2 separate regions of the Mus musculus genome follow, and region 2 is linked to region 1. A link is a contact called in public Hi-C data. All regions are on one chromosome and are shown on one strand. Each heading gives the region's core, a stretch centred on a gene start, on an enhancer-like site or on the middle of the called end of the contact. The rest is flanking DNA. Distances are from core to core; before and after follow the strand shown.

Region 1 (6,545 bases), core at 1,247-3,746:
GGATGACAACTTTGGAATAACCTGGAAACACACGGGCACGGGCTCACAGACACACTTTCATTCATTCATCAAATATTTATGTCCTGCTTATTATGTTCCAAGTACAAGGCTAGACACTGAGAGAATGGAGTTGCAAGGAGCCCCAGGAGAGAAGAAAGCTGGCAGATACAGGATCGAAAGCTATCCTGGGAGTGAGAGTCGTCAGGGCAGGGGTGAAATTAGAATGGGAGTGCCAGACACAATAACTGTACACTTTTGCAGAAGCCTGGCTCTCTGGTGCCTGCCTGGGTCCTGAGTAAACCTGTCTGGCACCTACTGAGTCGAGAAAGATACTCAGTTGCCCCACCTCCAATCAAGCCCCGCCCCGCCCCGCCCCCCCCCCCCCGCCCCCGAAAGAGGCTGTCCTGGAAACACTCAAAACTTCACCCAGAGCTTCTACCTCCTTTCTGATTGGAAGTGTCCTCCGGTCCTACCCTGGAGGACCACTGCTGAGGGGAGGTAGCGGCCACTGGGCAGGACTGGAGTGGGGTTGAGTGCGGAGGGGGCAGGGAGTAGAGCGGGAAAGCAGATCACAGTTACAGCCGCTTTACTCTCTCTGCCCAGGCAGCGCCTAGTCCCTGGCACATGACGGTTTCATGTTTCCGAAGAGGAAGAGAACAAACGCAGAAGATAATTGTAGTGGAACGGCTGATAAGTAACGTTTGGTCTCCTTTTTACAACCATTCCCTAGGGCCCCATTATGGTAATTTTTCTTCTATAACTGGCAAATTGTATAACGAGTCAGATGATAAACCAGCAAGCAAGGCAGAAATTTGCATTTTAATACATCTGATGGTGCCATCCCCCACTTCAGTCTCTGAGGGGTCAGCACCCCTCTGATCCTGGGTCCCCTGGCACCATGCCCTCCCAACCCTCCCCTTGCTCTCAGTGAGCGACGCCAGAGCACTCAATAAATATAACATTTCAAGTGGAAGCCGGGAATCTGCTTTCTCAGATATTATGGAAAGTAAACGTAAGGCTGGGCCCTCGCACTGGCCAGCCAGGCCCTCCCCAGCTCCATTGCTTATTGAAGGCTATGCTCATCCAGGAACCTAAGCTGTGCCTCAGTTTCCTTTTCTGTCAAGTGTATTATTTTAATACCTATAGTAGGTTTTGCATTTACCTTTTCATTTCTCCCTTCGAAGTGCTAGAGAGGTGGCTCAGCAATTAAGAGTGCTTACTGCTTTCTTGGAGGACCCAGGCTCGGTTTCAAACACCCATATCAGGCAGTTCACCACCATCTCTAACTCCTGCTGCAGGAATCTCTTGCCCTCTAGCTTCCATGGGTACCCACATGTACACAGTGCACATAAATTTGTCCGAGTACACACACAGGCACATACAATTTTTTAAAATTGATAATGTCTTAAGACTTTCTTCTGTGTGTGTACAAAGTGTACATGTTCATACGTAAGTGCGTGCTTGTGTATATGTGTGTGGTGTGTGTGTCCAAACACACACACTCTTGCACACACATGTGTGCATGTTTTGTGAAGGCCAGGCCAATGCTGGGAGTCTTTCTCAATCATTCTCCAGCTTATATTATGTTTAGAGGCAGGGTCTCTCATTGAACCTGACGCTCATCACTTCAGCCAGCTTGGCTGGCTCTCAGCACTAGGGATCCTCTTGTCTCTGCCTCCCCAGTGCTAATGTGCAGCTGCTCACCACACCACCAGCCTTTTGATTCGGGTGTTGAGGATTTGAACTGAGCCTGAGCCCTCTCCCCAAACCTTATACTAGGCTCGTTAATGCCTGGTGGATAGCATTTGTGATAACTATTCATTATTATAATAAATATTATACCATTAATATTTATTGATAAATTGACAAGCATTTCTACATCTTATTAATGGAGATTAATATTAATAAATATTAATGCTATTAATTGTTGGTAAATATTAATGATCTAGCTGTGGTGGTGATGGCTATAACTACTACTGATAAATAATTAATATCATAGATAATACATGGCAGTGGTGCTAAGAATGGTGGGAAGACTCCTGGGTCTATGGTGCTGTGATTCTAGTCAAGACTTGTAATGGTGTCTGTCCCTGCTTCTCACACATCCGACTGCATTGATGCCACCACTTTCCCTTCAGACCCCAGGACTCCTGGAAGGGACTGGGGAACACGGTAAGCCAGGACACACACACACACACACACACACCCCAGTACTGTCCCAACACTGCCCTATTCACCCCCTGGAAAAATCCAGTTTCAGTAGTTCTAGAACCTTCCACCCACTTGACCTGGTAGAAAGGGTACCAACCTGAATCACGGGCTTGACCTTGAAGCTTTGTGGTATCTCCTGTCCCTGTCATATCAGGAAAGAGAGTTCACTTCCCATCTTCGGTGGGGAGCAGAATGGTGTTCACTCTTCAGGGCGGGCGGTGAAAGGGTTAACAGAGGCTGTGCCTGGCGCCCCACAGACACCAGTTGAACTTGCCAGTTGCTGACTGCAGAGGATAGCACTTGCAGCCCAGCCAGCTTCTCCAAGGTGGTTCCATTTGGCAGGGGCGGCCTGTCCTTTCATGCAAGAGAAGCTGAGTGCGATCCAGGAATGCCTGCCAAAACCCTGGGATTATTATCTTAGCCCCAGGAGTGAAGTCTCTGGGGATTGGCATGCCCTGTTGTTTGAATTTATTAGGCCCGGGCCCCTCCATCGGGCAGGTCAGAGGGGGAGAAACGTGTTGTCACAGTGAGGCTTTGTGGGAGTTATTTTTAGAACATCTCCAACTCTTCGGGCTCATCAGAGGTTCCAAATCAGTGCAGGAAATTGGTTTGTTTTCCAACGTGATGAGGTTTTTCAGTCCATCTCCCCGAGCTAGGATAGTGGCTGCTTTTCCCACACAAAATGAATCACAACTCATGATGTGGACGTGGGTAGTGGGATCAGATTTAGACCATTCAAGGAATGCACACTGACCACCTGTTATGTGCCAGATCTGATCTAGACACAACTTTCCACTTGTGCGGAACTTATGATGTTCCAATGTGGGAGACACAGGGGAGTGGAAACTGAAGAAGCAGGTAGGTGACAGGTTGAAGATGGGTGTTGGGAGAACACAGCGGGATTGGGGTGGGGGTGGGGTCCTGTTAAATCACCAGTGGGGGATATGCAGAGTAGATTGTAGGTCTCTGTTTTCCAGATCTTTCCTTTAACAGAGAATGGGACGTCCTGGCTCTTGGTAATGCCTCTCCCCTCACTCCACATGGCTCATTTGGGCTAATAGTATATGCGGCTCCATGATGCAGTGAAGACTGCCTGTGTTCTTGAGGCTGGAAGTGGCCTTGAACCTCTGACACTGACCACATGTCTTAATTACTTTTCTATTGCTATGACAAAACACCACAGCCAAGGAAATGTATTTTTTAAAAAAAATTAATTTGGGGGTTCATGGGTCACCATGAACAGGGAAGGTCACCATGGCAGGGAGCACAAAAGAAGCAGGCAGGCAGGCATGGCAGAGGAGCAGTGGGTGAGCACTTCCGTCTGACAAACAAGCACCAGGCAGAGGGAGAGCTATCGGGGAATGGTGTGGGCTTTTGAAACCTTTTCCAACAAGGTTGTTCACATCTTTTAATCCTTCCCAAACAATTTCACAAACTGGGAACCAAGCACTTGAATATAGGAGCCTTTGGGAACCATTCATATTCAAACCACAACACCAGGTATGCAAACATGCAAGAGTAGAGTAGACATAACTAATGTGCCATCCTGTAATACAGCCTGAACCAACCCAGGCCAGCCAGTTTGGGCCACCTCCAAATTGAAAAGCACAGCTATGACCTAAGACACCGTATAGAGACTCCATAGCAGGTCTACTTTAGCTCCAGATTTCAGAAAGATAAAATCAAGCCGTCTTACTAATCGGCCTTTTACTGGATGCCGTGTGGTGAATCTGCTTTCCCCTCATTCAAGTCCCTGGCTAGTTTGGCTTCCTTGTGTTTCTGGGACTAAAGTTCTCGTTCCTGACTGGTCACTGGGTAGGGTTTGCTCTGGGAAGCTAGGACTTCTGTGCTATTTGGATGTGGCCCTTATATCTCTGAAGCGGCAACAGAACATAGAAACCTCTCATATGTGAACGCTGACTCTCTGCCTTTGTTTCTGAGGGCCTTGTGCGATCACTCTGGTCTGCCTAGACAAGCTGCCTATTTTAAGGCCCGCTGATTACACCAGCCTAGGCAGCCCTTTTGCAATAATACCTAGGTCGAAGTTGGATTAGAAAACAAAAGGATGGGGGTCTTGGGAAACATTTTTAGAATTCTGTCTCTGGCAGCCCGCAAGCTGTAGTTGTGGGGATTGTTGGACGTGTATTCTGACAGCAGACATGGCATGTCAGGACAGGACTGAGGGAGAAAATGACCCCCGAGCAAGGATACAAGGATACTCTCCTTGCTCTCTCTCTTTTCAACCAGGTTGACTTGAGATACTCTCCATAGCTTTCCATAACTGCCATAATAAATTCCTACAAATCCAGTAGCTATAGACACACACACACACACACAGAGTCTTAGTTAGGGTTTTACTACTGTGAACAGACACCATGACCAAGGCAACTCTTATAAGGACACTATTTAATTGGGGCTGGCTTACGGGTTCAGAGGTTCAGTCCATCATCATCAAGGTGGGAGCATGGCAGCATCCAAGCAGACATTGTGCAGGCAGAGCTGAGAGTTCTACATCTTCATCTGAAGGTGGGAGACTGACTTCCAGGCAGCTAGGCTGAAGGTCTTAAAGCCCATGTTCACAGTGACACATCAACAAGGTCACACCTCCCAATAGTGCCACTTCCTGGGCCAAGCATATTCAAACCATCACACACACACACACACACACACATCTGAGCAAGGATACTCCTCTTGCTCTCTCTTTTCTACCAAGTTGACTTGAGCTTCTTCATTCGGCTCTAGCTAGGTCTTTGAACACAGTGCCTAGGACAGGGCAGAACAACGTGGTAGAAGCACTTGGTCTCCAAGGAGACACAATAAACAGAGAGACTTCAGTGCTCAAGACAACCACCCCACAAGCATTGGGTAGGAGAGAAAGGCACTTAGTTATTTAAACCACTGAAGTGGGGCTCCCACAACTGCACTGTAGTGGCATAGTCTTTTATCCTAAGACAAAGAATGTACTACAAAGTGAATAGCTGATGAATGCAGGATCCACCTTCCCCTGAAGTGTGTGGAAACTCTCAAGCAGTCAGTTTTACCAAATAAATCCTGAAACATTGCTTGGAAGAGACATGTGGCCCTAACTTCTGATGTTTGTAAATATTAAAGTTGGTTGTGTGACACAGAGAGCAGAGGATGAGCTGAGCAGTAGAAAACTAAGCAACAATGAATGGAAAGAGATGTGTTTGACTAAGGGCAGTCTGACTAAGAGCAGGACAGTGAGGAAGGAAGTCTGTAAAGGTCGAGAAAGGTGCAGGACAATGGATTGTAAGATCCAAGATGGCTGCAGCATAGGATTCTTGGACAGTTTGGCTGAATTGTAGAGCGGGGAGTTTTCAGTTCACTAGGAAGGATCTGCGAGGTGGTAAGACACATCTGGTTGGTCCCTGACCTCCATGTTGCCTCCTTGGTACCTAACAGCATCACACAGTAACTGACCTGGAAAGGCTGTTGATGGATTGATAACTCAGAAGACAGAATTTCTTCTCTTTGCCACTCCCCAAAAGATGCTCCCAACTTCAACAGCAAGGCAAAGACGAACGACCTTCGAAGGATGACATGAATCCCCCAAATGTCACCAAGTTGGGTTTCTTATCATTCAGTCAACATTCACAGCGCTGGGTGCGGTGCGACCATAAAGGCGAGTGAGCTATGACTCCTGTCGTTAAGGAGCTTGCCAAGTCGGAGATGATATAAGGGATGCAGGTGGGAAAACAGGATGAGGAAGGGAAATTGATGGGGACCATGATGGAGTAGAGAAAGCGTTCCGAGAATCCCAAGGAGAGAGATTACTTGTTTGGGGCGGGGAGGGGCAGTGCAAAAGGCGGGGTAGGGGTGATTCAGGGAAGAAGATGGACCGGCAATGTGGAGGGTGTGTCTTTTGAGCTGACTCTTGGAAAAGATGGAATATAGAGACCCTCTGGCTGGCTCTGGAGAAGGCTCCGCACCCGGCCAGGATGGGGTGGTGGTGGGTTGGAGTGACAAAGGGAAATAGGGATGATAAGTTACAGAACGGGGATATATTCAGTACATGCATACCACCATGGAAATTCCCCGGCTTGCTCTGAAAGACAAACAATAGAATTCTTCATTGAGAAATTTCCAGAAGTGGAGACTATGAGAAGAGCCTCTTCATTGTTCCTTATCTCAAGAAACCAAAGCATTGGGACTGGCAGAGACTTCTGGGATAATCCCCTTCTCACCCGAACAGCATCTATGACTTCATTCCCAACAGTGGTGAGAGCGGGTGTCTTAGTGCCACATATCCCTCTACCTGCTTCTGCTCTTTGAGTCCAGTGTGTCTGATCCCAGCCTGTTGGGGATACAGTCAC
Region 2 (6,545 bases), core at 2,073-4,572, 160 kb before region 1:
TGACCATCGCGTGCCCCTAGCTTTGTGCCTTTTGTAGTACGTAGCCTTGAGCTCTGAACACCTTCCACACGTATGAACCTGCTCCTCCCAGTCCTGGCTGCAGCCCATCTCAGCCACCTTGTCCTCGCTGACAGATGAGGGTAATTGGTACCCATTCTCCAAGGACCCTCTCCACGTGGATCTGTAGACAAAGGATTTCAAATTGATTTAAAGCCGGTGTCAGGCTGGCTTAAAGAAAAATCTCCACAGAAATTAGTCAGTTTAACATTTGGGAGCTGCTTAAGCAAAAATCTCCACTGGGTGATCTTGGGGACAGCGCCCTCACCCTCCCTACGAAGGCAATGGGGAAGCTGAGGTGCTAGGAAGAATAGGGATACCTTCTCAGTTTAAAGGACTGGAGTAGGCATTGCCCAAGGATACCAGGGGACCATGGCCACTGCCCTTAGAGTCTGTCTCTGCCGGGGGGGGGCGGGGGGGGGCTGGGGGCTGAGATTGGCTTAACTGATGGCTAACTCACTTGTTGGCTCAAGTGTCATCCATCAGGCCAGACGAGTACCAGTGTGGGCTGGCCCTGATCATCTGCTGCCTGGATTGTCTCACCAGATGCCTATGTGATGGTCCAGGCTCCAGTCCAACCTCATCCAACCTACCCTGCCCAGGCACCGGGGCGATCTGCCCCCAGCACAAAGCCAAACAGGCTGCTCTCTCAAAGAAGGCAGTGTTGTGTTGCCTCCATGACCCACAGGCTACAGACTTTCACTCTCTGATGAGAGGAGGGAGGAGTTTTGCTCTGTGGAGCTGCTGGGGTCTCTGGTTCATCTCTCACACTCCATAACTCCAGGATAACGTACACAGAGGCTCGGAGTTTCTCACACTCTTCCCTCTGGCCGAAACACCCCACACCTCCTCCCTCCTCCCACACCTCCCACCCCCACCCCCACACTTCAGGTATACTATCAAGGCTGCTTCTCTCCTGAAACATTCATTGCAGGCCATCACCCCTTGCACAGGGCTCTCTCAGAAGGGAGGTCACTTCCCCTCCTATGCATCTGGTTCAAACACTCTTGGTGGCTTCCTTGTCAACTAAGGCAGATAGGAGCGAAGCCCAACTAAAATACACCTTCACATTCACACCTCCAGGGGCCTACATCCCCTGCCCCCCCCCCCCCCCCGCCCCAACAGTTCTTCTGTGAGCCCATCCATGGATTAATCCATCCTTGAGGTTAAATACCCTCCATAATTCACTTACCTCTCAATGGCGCCACCAACTGGTGGTGATGGGGACACTGCCCATCCAAGCTGTAATACCTAGGATTCCACTGGAGACTGTGGTAGGTAACCCCCTAAAGGTAGGCACAAGTTTCTGTGACTCGTGATTATGTGGCTCACACCTGGACTCTATGGGAAAAGATATATATATATTTTTTTTTTTTTTGATGTAACCAAGAACTGTGAGGTGAGCTTAATCGAGATCACTGGGATGCCGCCTAAGGAGCATAAAAAGAAAGAGGAGGGAGGCTGGATCTCTAACATGTCAGAGGAGCAGAGGCTCTGTGGCCCTGGGCAGAGAGGAGAGGTGCAGCCGCTGTAAACAGGTATAGGCAAGGATGAGTCCCCTCTGGAGCCTCCAAAGGGAGGGGGACCCTGGTCACACCTCAAGTTCAGTCTTCTGGCTTTCAGACCAGTGAAAGAATGACGAGCCCCGTTGTTTCAAGCCACCGAACTTCTGGAAATGTGTTAGAGCCACCACTGGCCACTCATACAGAGAGTCCCAAGAGAAGGATGGAGCTTGCGAGACTCTGGCCAAACTCCAGCAAGGAGAAATCTAGCTGCTTGAAACCCTTACCGTGGACGGGCATCTTTTCAAGGAACGGAAGAGGGGTCTGCCTATCCCCCAAGAGAGGCCTTTTCTTGGGGCAGGACGAGCTTTTCTTTTTCATCCCTAGGCTCGTTGAGGGACTGATGGAATGAGGATTTTCATCTCGAGGCTCAAACCACCAGGATTTCAAAGCTGCCTGCTTCTCAGGGTTAAAGTTCCTGGGCAGGAAGAAAAAAAAATCTCTGTGAAAAGTTTTCTGAGGCCAGGGAAGGTGGTGAGTTATTCCCTTTGAGAGATTTCTTTTACATGTTCACCTCTGAAGTAGCTAAATGAACGGAGCTGTCGGCGTGCTCGGCGCGCTGGCTGTAACGTGTCCGTGAGGTACCGGGGGAGCTTGTTAAAGGGTAGTTCCCGATGCATCCAGCCTAGGCCTGGCCCCGGCTGGGCCTGAGAGCCTGCATGTGTAACAAGCTCCAGGGAGACACCCAGGCTGCTGGCTCACAGGACACAGGACTGGCAGGTTGTGAGTCAGTGACAGGGCTATAGTCTGTTGACTCTGAAGGTCACTCACTCTGTATCCACCAACTCAGCTGTCATGTCCTCCTGCTAAGGAGAGGGAAACTGAGTGAGGGGAGGGAGGGGTGTCACCTAAGGTCTCAGAGTCTCAGAGTTGCATGGGGTTATTAGACTGAGCACCATCCTGGGCTTGTTGCTGCGGTGATGGTGACGGGGAAGATGGAGGCCTTTCCTTTAAGGGTAAGAGCCCTCTCTACCCTTCGGCCTGGCAGTTAAACTGCCCATCCGCCTCTACATTTTGAAACACACGTCAGCTGCCAGGCTGATCGATAGGCTCGCTCATCTGTGAGGTTTGAGGCTCTCTCCACAGATGTAATCAGGGCTCCAGAGACGTCCTGGCAGCGGGCACGTGGGGAGGGAGCGCGGCAATACGTTTAATCAAGGAGCAGATGGGGAGCTGATAGAGTGTGTAGAAAAATCAGGTTTCTGTGATAACATTCTCTTCCCCCACTCAGCCTCCGCACCCCCTGGCTTCTCCATCAGGACTCCCGGTGCCAACTCCAGCCCTGCCCTTTCCAAAGATGGTTCCCCCCCCCCGAACTCCAGTAGGGCCCCCTTTATAGAGATATGAAGCTTGGGAGTGAGGAGAGTGGATTGGGGAGGGATGGGTTGCTGCATTTGGAACCTAATTCCCCTCTCTAGGCAGGAGCCTGGAGAGGACCGGAAGCCAGGATCTAACAGACTGAACACTAAGCACTGGAAAAGGCATTGGAAGAGCTACCAGCCAGAGCCTCCTGCAGCTGGCAGAGAGGACGCTGGGCTGGTGGCCTGGGTACTCCATTCACAGGCTTGCCCCAACCCAGTGTCTTGCATTATGGTCCCAAGACAGGATCTATGGAATGGTTGTCACCGAGGGTGGCTTTGTCCCCAAAGAACATTTGGCAATGTCTGAAGACATGTTCTGATTGTCACGACGAGGGTGGGAGGGTTCTCTTGGCACCCCGTGGGTACAGGCTGGGGAGGCTCGAAACGTCTCCACAACACAGGACAGCCTCCACAGCACAAATAGTCTTCCCAAAATGTCAGCAGAGCCCAGCTGAGAAATCCTGCTCCTCGGAGAGCCATCACTGGCCACAGCTCTGGTTAAACCCACTGACCTGTCTCCAGGTGGGCGTGTCTGGCTCCTTTCCCCACCCGTGTCCATTTCCCAGGCTAGCTCATGGAATCTGCTCAGGGACACGTGAAGTGCATATATGTCCATGTATACATACACACACTCCAAGTCAAGTGCCATTAAATGGGCTTGGGCCTTTTATTAGTTCTGGGGAATCTGTATATAAGTAGAGGTTGGGGGTAGGTGGGGAGTCTTTTCATCTCCCCCCACCCCCCTATCCCTCTCCTTCTATGCCCAGCCCTTTCTGGTGCCTTAACTTTGAACCTGGCTTTGTTCTACAACAGATGTGTATAGAGAGACCATATCTGTTCCATGTCCCTCTGATTTGCAATTGGGCTCTGTCCCTCCTGGACCTGAGAGTCCAGCTACACAGAGGGCATGCTCTCTGCCTTGGGAGATCATCTTCCAGAACAAGGTGGCCTCCTAAGGCAGTTTCTTGGAGAACCGCACCCACCCCACCCCCCCCCCCCCCCGCCATCCCAGATCTGCTCCCTTAGTCGGGTTAAGGTCTCCGCATGGTGAGTTACTTGATAGAATCCATGTCTTCTCATCCCTGTGGGGTCAGTGCATCCAAGGCACTGAGCTCAATGTGTTTAACTAAGGTCTTCTCTGCCATCTCCTGACTATGTTTTTATCGACATTTGATAAGTGAGAAACTGAGTCTCAGCAAGGTTAACAGAACAACTGTGCTGGAGGTCACACAGCAGGTAAAACAAAAACAAAAACAAAAACAAAACAAGATTGGAGGACTTGACCCCATAGGTCACTGCAAAGACCAGTCTCTCAGGATTAGGCTCCTTGCTCTGTCTCCTTGGTAACTCCTTGAAAGTGATCCACACACCCACGGCATCAGTGTGACCTAGGACTTGTTAGACACAGAGATCCCAGCACTGCCCTGAATGTAGAACTGGATATGAGCTTTCCTATGGGAGATCTCAGGACTCACAGATGTGGGGATGAGATGGTTATGGGATTCCCTGCTGGAGGGCAGTGAGGCTGGGGGTGTGAGCAGGACCCCCAAAGCTGGCCATCCCCTGTGCCTAGTAACTGTATCCCAGCATTCTCTCTTTGGTTACTCAAGAATGCTGACCTGCAAGCTGGGGCGCATGGCTCAGTGGGTAGAGAGCTGGTGCAAGCTCAAGGGCCTGAGTTCAAATCCTCAGAATCCTACATAAAAGCCAGGTGCAGCGGCTCATGTCTGTAATCCCAGAGTGGAGGTGTAGAATAGACAGGGGTAGATTCTGGGATTCACCAGCCTAGCCAAATTAGAAGGTTCCTGGTTTGGTGAGGGATACTGTCTCAAAAATTACAGGGGAGATCAATAAAGAAAGATATCCAATGTCACCCTGCGGCCTCCATTAACACACAAAGGTTGATTGCACCTGCACACACGTATACACACATTTCACGTGCACACAAGGATACTGACTTCTCACTTGGAAATCTCCTCATTCTGCTTCCCCAGGGAAGGCCGCTCCCCTCCTCCAGGCCACAAGTACAGCTGCAGATGGCTGATCTGGAGGCACACACAGGCCAGCCTCTACTCCCTGATACCCTCCGCTTGCTGAGAGCTCCCCCTCCCCCACCCCCTGGTCCTTGCCTTTTATTCTTATCAGCTTTTTGTTTCTGTTTGGCATGACCGCCCTCCCCTCTCATCAGAAACACTTTCATCTCCCATTTGAGCTGGGACCTAAGGCTTCTCCAAGACTCTGAGTGTTGTTTCTATTACCAATTAGACTATAAAAGTGCAACCATTTATCAAAGACGAATATAAAGTGGCTCCTGGGCGGCCCGATAGAGAGGACATCACTGCAAACCCCAGAACATCCTCCAGTGGGTAATGTGATTGCTGCATGATACATGGTGGTTGCCCCTGTGTGGTCAGGAAGCTGGGAGCACATCCTTGCATCCCTGTGTACGGTCCTGAGGAAGCAGAGGCTGGAGGAAGCGGTGGCTCCTATAACCCTTTGTGTAATTACAGTGGAGAAGCAACTGAGCAATTTGGCCTCTGTTGCTTCTTGCGACCCACCTCTTCCTTTTCCTGTCTGTACCACACCCAACATGGCTGATGCCAGTTGAGAACTCAAACCCTCTGGCCAGACTTATAGGTTTCAATGTATCCTGGAAGTTCCCTGTTGTGCTTGTACAGTGTTATGCTTGCCACAGACACTGCGTGTTTATTGATATATTTAAAAAAAAAAACACGCTGGCTTAACTCTGAGACAAGGAAACATATCATTTTTAGTTGATGATTGCGGTGGAAACTTCTAGAACACAGCAGAGCTGAGTTGCCACTCTTACACTTGGTGACTGGAGGCAAGGATGTTCAAATTGTTTTAAGTTGTTCTATTGAAAATGGGATGGAGCCATTGGTAGAAGACTATGATGGTGTCAGAAGGCAGGAGCAGCTGAGAGCCACATGACTATAATCGTGGTGAGTAGTAATGTGTGTGCCCTGTCGTGTGTCCTTAGCAAGGTCCAGGCCAGCCCCACATCCCAGATGCTACTCTGGATTATTGATGAGAACCTCTGGGGCCTCAAGATGAAGAGCAAAAGGTATTGGGGAAGAGTCTTCTCTTCTTCTGGGAAGATGGAGGAGAAGCGGGGTGTGTGGAGGAAGAGTGTGGTAACAGCTGGCCAATGCCCCAGCAAGACCTCATCCAGGCAATGCTGACCAAGAGACCACGAGAAGGGCTGGCTCTTAGGGTTTGGACTCAGAGCATTTGCCAAAGGCTAGTGTGTTTGAATATCTGGTTCCCAGACAATGGCGCTCTTAGGTGAGGTTATGGAAACCTTGGGAGGCGGGACCTGACTGGAGGAAGTGGGTCACCACTGTGTGAGCATCAAAAGCTCTGTTGACCTCTGACCCAGGATCATTCTCATTCTCTCCCCTTCCCTCCTCCTTCCAAATCTCCCTCCCCCCCCCCCCCCGCGCCCGCATCTTCCTTCTCCCCTCTCTCCTCTCTTTTCCTTCCCTCCCTCCATCGCTCACTCTTCCCGATCTTTCTAGATGTTACAGTTCATGCAATAAGTGCT

Evidence for each region. Hi-C and Micro-C count contacts between places; a contact is called where the count stands out from the background.
Region 2: a Hi-C map of cerebral cortex shows a contact between it and region 1, with 1.7 times the contacts expected there. The contact joins the enhancer-like site here to the promoter of 4932435O22Rik in region 1. A contact is called at or near these places in 3 of 484 Hi-C or Micro-C datasets (cerebellum, cerebral cortex and nephron progenitors) and 2 of 115 datasets of contacts at active chromatin or transcription factors (VIP interneurons and double positive thymocytes).

The regions. Positions count from the first base shown.
Region 1 is chr11:114,446,364-114,452,908 of GRCm38.p6, forward strand. It overlaps 4932435O22Rik (RIKEN cDNA 4932435O22 gene), which reads right to left and starts at 2,497. Exons shown (of 3, transcript NR_027643.2): 1 at 2,309-2,497.
Region 2 is chr11:114,282,134-114,288,678 of GRCm38.p6, forward strand. No RefSeq gene overlaps it. Among named protein-coding and RNA genes, the nearest start is that of Gm31318, 18 kb to the right of the region's middle. Within about 2 kb of position 3,323, at least 17 of the 459 cell types and tissues checked have an H3K27ac peak or open chromatin away from gene starts, as enhancers often do. A contact at or near this core is called in VIP interneurons and cerebral cortex, where this site is marked.